2 separate regions of the Mus musculus genome follow, and region 1 is linked to region 2. A link is a contact called in public Micro-C data. All regions are on one chromosome and are shown on one strand. Each heading gives the region's core, a stretch centred on a gene start, on an enhancer-like site or on the middle of the called end of the contact. The rest is flanking DNA. Distances are from core to core; before and after follow the strand shown. Region 1 holds the start of Kcnma1 (potassium large conductance calcium-activated channel, subfamily M, alpha member 1). Region 2 holds the start of A330001L22Rik (a long non-coding RNA gene).

Region 1 (2,818 bases), core at 121-2,620, 2.0 Mb after region 2:
TGGGCGACTCTGCCAGGAATAGCTTAAGACGACTTCTAGCCACATCAAGTGCCAAAAGGGGGCTTAGTGAAGCAGAGGTCCCTTGGACTCTTAGGAGTGCAGCCCTGGTGCTACAGATTGGAGCTGCTGGCTGTATTTGTGGGGATCCAAAGTTGATGGCCTGGGAGGGGAGTGTAGAGGTGGCAAAAGTACTTGGGGTAGGGTAATGTTCCACAAAGAAAATGTAAGGGATGGAGTGGGCGGTGACATCAGACTTGCAACCATGCCACTTTTAGAAAGTGACTCTCCATAGATTGACCCCATTCTAGGATGGGTCTTCCCAACTTTTTATTGATCCGTGGGCCCCCACTTTCTCCATGATTTCCCCCCCAGAATTCCCAGATGCAAAAGATTTTCTCCCTAGCTCAAAGGATTCCCCCTTCTTTGGGACCCCAGGAACTGATTTCCTCAACAACAACAACAACAACAACAACAACAAAAGTATGAGCTGATCTGTCCCAACTAGTCCACCGTGAGGAGTCTGGCCGCAGCCAGTGAGTGGTGTCCCGCACGCACCCAGGGTCTTTCAGCTTCCTGTGTCCCTGCAAGGTTCCTTCTCCACACTCCGCAACAACGTGCCCAAGAGACACATGTCCCCCCAACCCGGGTCCGGCCATAGTCACCAATAGCCCTACAATAAACAGAGAACTAAAGCGGGGGTCTGCGTCCTGGAGCGCACCTGCTGGGGTCAACTCCTCACCCCTGGCGCACAATCCGAGGGCACAAGGAGAGGGGAGGGAAGGGCAAGCGGCGGGGACAAGGCTGGCAGGGACAGCAGGAGGCAAGACACAGTGCGGAGCTAAGAGGTGGGCTGCGGGGGACGCCGAGAAACGGCTGGGATGGCGCAGGGGCGGGCGCCCGGGGCGCGCGTTACCTTCGTCTTGCCCCCGCAGTGGCAGCAAACGGTCCACAGGTACTTGAGCGTCCGCCAGAGCAAGATGATGAAGAGGCCCCCGAAGAAAGTCACCATGGAGGAGGCCAAGAAAGCCCACCACATGCGTTGGCCCCGGCTGTCGCACGGCACCTCCATGGTCACCGGTATGATGAGCGCATCCATCTTGGGCTCGTGGACCGAGGACGAGGAGGAAGAGGAGGAGGAAGAAGAAGAAGAGGAGGAGGAAGAGGAGGAGGAGGACGCGTCTAGGCTGAGATGGTTCGCGTGGATATTGCTGCTCATTCTAAGACCGCTGCCTCCGCCGCCGCCGCCGCCGCCGCCGCTGCTGCCGCCGCCGCCGCCGCCACCGTTTGCCATAGCTAGCAATGGGCGGCAGGCGCAGGGGCTCGAGGGAGCTCCTCCCGCCGCCAGCGCCACCCCGAACACCCATCAACAGCCATGTTGCTGCTACTGCTGCCGCTGCCGCCGCCGCCGCGGAGCGCCGGGAGGGGGGCGGGGAGGCGCCTGGGCTCGGGGCGCTGTGCGCGACCTGGCAGGGTGTGCGGAGATATATACAGCCAAGCGCCGCCGCCCGCCCTCCCCCGGGCTGCCGGCCGGCCCGGGGGGGGGAGGGGATGAGGGAGGGTGGCTCCCACTCCCCGACCCCGGCCCCGATCGCCCCCGGGGCTGCGCGGAGCACCGAGAGCCCAGGGGGCGCCGCGGGCGGTCCGCGCCCGGGGTCTGTGCCTCCCGAAGCTCCGTGAGCGCGATCCCGCGTACCCTCGGCGCCGCCCGGCCCGCCTGGCGTGCGCCACGCGTGTGCGCTGCGCCCGGGCCCGGGGTCTCCCGCCCGTCCCCGCACAGCTCTCTCGGGTGATGAGGCGACAGCTCCTTAGGATCGGAGAATCCGCGCCCTCCCGACCGGGCGTGCCCGCGCCACCCTTCCTCCCCGGGGCTGCGCTCCGCTCCTGGATCGCCGCCTCCTGTGCTCGCGGGGCCGCGGCAGGTTGGTTGCGGCGGTCTGCCCTGCCTCCGCGGCCAGCTAGCCGATGCTCTGCGGGACCCCTTCGGGCCGGGTCTCTGTGACCCTGAGCTTCCTCGGCCTCCGCTCGCTTCTTCCTCCTTGCCTCCTCGGGCTCCTCCTCGTCCCCGTTCTCGCAGCCCGAGCCTCTTCGGCGCGCGCCCCGCGCGCCCCGCAGCCGCCAGCAGTGGCAGCTGCAGCAACTGGAGCGGGCGCGGGCTCAAACAGCCCGAAGCGGGAGGGGAGGAGGCTTACCGGGCTAACTCGCCTCGGCTTGGGGCTGTGTAGGGGCAGCAGGTCATTTGGCAGTGGTGGGGCATGCGGCCCCCCATCTTCCAGGATGTAGAGTATAGCGCCACCAGCCTAGAGGTAGGACTTTGCAGGTGTTGCGCCCCTCTAGGCTCAGCAGGGTACCAGAAGGGGAAACCACCAGGTGTCTGGGGTAGGCCGGTTTTCCCAAAGGGGCCCCTAATAGGGAGAGGAGTGGCTGGTTGTCAGCTAGATTCAGTGGACTTATTGCCCCTAGATTCTAAGGCTTGGAGACTAAGGAAGACCCTAGCCAGTACAGTACACCTGCTGACAGAGAGTTCACTCTTTCGTTTCCAAGATGCCACGTTGTGAGTTGCTGATGAACAACTGGGGCATCTGGAAGTCTGTTGGTAGTCTGTGACCTCTGACAGCTGCAGGTGGGTTTGTTGGTTGTTGTTGTTTGTTTGTTTGTTGTTTCCTTATTAAGCAAAGATGACAGCAGCCTGGTGGTTGGTGTGGAACAAACTGGGTAGAAAAGGAGGTTTCTTAAAGGGCTGCTTCCTAGTTCTTTAGACTCGTGTGGGAAGGGCAAATGGATGACGGGTACTCTGCATTCAGGCTTGCCTTTCTACATT
Region 2 (2,762 bases), core at 69-2,568:
TCGTTTTCCCAGCAGGAAAACAAACTGAAACCTTTGGAGGGAGGGAGTGTTAACAGACTTCGGGAGAAGAAACGCAGGCGGTAATGTGGATACCTGCTGAACAGTCAACTCCAGGGATGAGTGGGAGCCTGTATACAAAAAAAATCTTTTCAGAAATTAAGATTTTGCGTGGCGCGGCCACCCGGGTAAGGAAAGTCGATGCTGCAGAAAGTCTGCCCGCCCGCTTGGATTTCCAGAGGTTCAGCAGCAGAGAAACCAGAAGCTAGAAGGGCAACGGAGGCGGTGGCTGCTCGTCCTCGCGACGTGCGCCGGGCTCTCCGCCCTTCCCGGTCACGTGACACCGAAGGACGCTCAGATTGGGGCTTGAGCGGGGGGTCACATGTTTCCCCTGTTTCACACTTCAGCCCCCCCCCCATTCTTGCTTTCGTCTTGCTACTCTCCCCCCCCCCCGCACCCCCTGTTTCTCTGGGCATCTCCACCCCTCCATCAATTGTCAATGTGCCTCGACCGCAATCAATCAGTTATTTGTCAGCTCTTGTCAATCTGCCCGTGATTTATGTCAGCTTTTGTTGCTGATTACAAGGCGGGTGAGACTTGAAGGGAAAAAGAGAGACCTAGAGTGAGACAGAGGAAGGAAGAGACCGAGAAGAAACTGAAGGAGGGGGAAAGAGCAGCAGCCTCCTGGCACCTGTGTGTGTGTTTGTGTGTGTGGAGGGTGTGTAAGAAAAAGAAAGAGGGGAAAGGGGCGTCCACAGTCAGGAAAATGAAATAGTGAGAGTAAAGTGCGCAGGTGCACCCAGGACTCCTAGTCTGGAGCACCGGCCTGGGATGTGCTCACTCCCTCTTGGGGTTGTGGAGACAGACACACCTTCTACCTTTGGGTGCTTCGGTCAATCCGGGTCGCCCAGTTCGGGTCTGCTGAGTACCTAAGAACGACGCTGGAGGCGACGTCTAACGCGGAGGTTTCCCGCCTCTCTGGCATAATCCCTCCCGGGAATGTAACTTGAGGATGTCCAGTTGTCGACCTCGGTAGTGTTCCCACCCCAGACTCGGGAATTTCTTTCCAAAGAGCCATGCCATCAAATATAGCCCGAGTTCTGGAGGTTACTTGTAGAATAAACCTCCTTAATTCTGTGACCCGTGTTCGTAGCGAGAGTTGAATAGCTCAAGAGAAGAGGCCTGACCATGTGCATAGGCAAACAGGTCTCAGGCTCGCTCTCCTCCTCTCCCGGGTCCTTCGCCACTACCCTCCGCTGGCCATCCCGACAGTCCTGGGAGCCGGGACTTAATCGGGCTGCTGGACGGCATGATGTAGACCATCCAGACAGGACTGACCTATGCGGGGAGAGGAGAGGGAAGGAACGCGAGAGGGAGGGGCGGCTGCCTGTGGAAACCGGTTCTTCCAGGGAAGCGGAGCGGGACTTCGGCGTTCCCCTCGATTTGCGCCGTCGCTCGGGCTGTTTGGAAAGAAGAGGGGAGGCGCTGTGCATGCTGACTTGTACCTGGATCTGGGTGCACAGTGCGTATGCACTCCTGTGCCGCTGGGCGACTTCCATAACGTCCGCTCCGGGGTTACTCCCAGAAACTCGTAGAAAGTAGAAGGGGGTGAGAAGAGGACACACCCCCTTGCTCGGAGGGACTTGGGAGACTTTGAATTTCCCCTCCCCCCACTTTTCCGCAGAGCTCTTCTTTTGTTGTCAAGTCCTTTTGATAAATGGTGGGGCTGGGAGAGCTGGGAGCCAGGAGCCGATCTGCGCCCTGCGCAGGGGCGGGGGCCCAGCCTGGAGACCGGGTTCGGACCACCGCGCACCCTGAGCTGAACCGGGCACGCTCAGGGGACTTTTCCTTCTGTTTGCCAGCCTATTTCTTTCCTACCATCCCAGTCCCCCTTCCCTTCTGTTTCTGTCCACGCGGATAACGAGAACTTTCTGGGGTGGGGGTGAGTTATATAATTTTCTCGTAAGTATTCTTTCACAGAGTTTTGATTTTATTCCTTGATTCCTTAGGTTGGCAAAGTTAATGGGATGGTAACTCGATTAATGGTAATTTGGAAAGAAGAGCGGCTGGGGCTGGTGTGTGTGTGTGTGTGTGTGTGTGTGTGTGTGTGTGTGTTAAGAACATTGGCTGTTTGTGATCCTCCTGCGACAATTGAGAAAGGTAAATTTGTGAGACTATGGCAAGATCACAGGCACCTTTGTGAAGGTGCCTGAATGATCTCTGGAGTAAGAAGTCCAGCTTACGTTTTGGCAGAATGGCAACCCCAAACTCTGCCGGGTAAGGTCTCTGAAGCTGCTTGCAGCCTGCGGGGTGTTAGTGCCTGCCGGTGTCTCCCACTGTATGGCTCTAAAGGTGTCACCCTCTGGTCAGCTCCTGTGGTCCTAGCATAGGAAGCTAGGCCTTGGGCCACCTGCCATATTGGCCTCTTTCATAGGCCTGGAGAGTGAGAGTTGACGCTGTGGACAGAACTGAGGAGAGCAGGAGCAAGCGCGGGCCTAGGGTGTCCTCTTCGCTCCGGGGGTTCAGTTTCTAGGCTCAGTTTGTCTCTTTTCCTCCAATTCCAGTAGTTTTCTCATTGCGCTGGGCAGTTCAAGGGAGGCCACCCCAGCTCTTCAAGACTGGTAGAATCGTGGAATGGCTCTCGTCCCACGTAGATTACATGCGCTCACCGGTGTGCGCCGCCGGGCTCCGTGAGCTCCGACTGCCGCGTTAAAACTCAACTCCGAAGGTCGGAGCGCACGGGGGCGCCTGGGGGTCTGCGTTCC

Evidence for each region. A called contact is a pair of places that touch in the nucleus more often than the background predicts.
Region 1: a contact with region 2 is called in a Micro-C map of embryonic stem cells, with 4 times the contacts expected there. The contact joins the promoter of Kcnma1 here to the promoter of A330001L22Rik in region 2. A contact is called at or near these places in 2 of 39 promoter capture datasets (both in embryonic stem cells), 6 of 484 Hi-C or Micro-C datasets (all in embryonic stem cells), 4 of 115 datasets of contacts at active chromatin or transcription factors (astrocytes, embryonic stem cells and forebrain) and 1 of 9 other capture datasets (embryonic stem cells).

The regions. Positions count from the first base shown.
Region 1 is chr14:24,002,835-24,005,652 of GRCm38.p6, forward strand. Kcnma1 (potassium large conductance calcium-activated channel, subfamily M, alpha member 1) reads right to left here and starts at 1,371. Exons shown (of 28, transcript NM_001253364.1): 1 at 914-1,371. The coding sequence starts at 1,291. 4930519K11Rik (RIKEN cDNA 4930519K11 gene) reads left to right here and starts at 2,157. Exons shown (of 3, transcript NR_131107.1): 1 at 2,157-2,303; 2 at 2,461-2,620.
Region 2 is chr14:21,988,157-21,990,918 of GRCm38.p6, forward strand. A330001L22Rik (a long non-coding RNA gene) reads left to right here and starts at 1,319. Exons shown (of 2, transcript XR_001781181.2): 1 at 1,319-2,762. Zfp503 (zinc finger protein 503) reads right to left here and starts at 1,445. Exons shown (of 3, transcript NM_145459.3): 1 at 869-1,445; 2 at 1-128.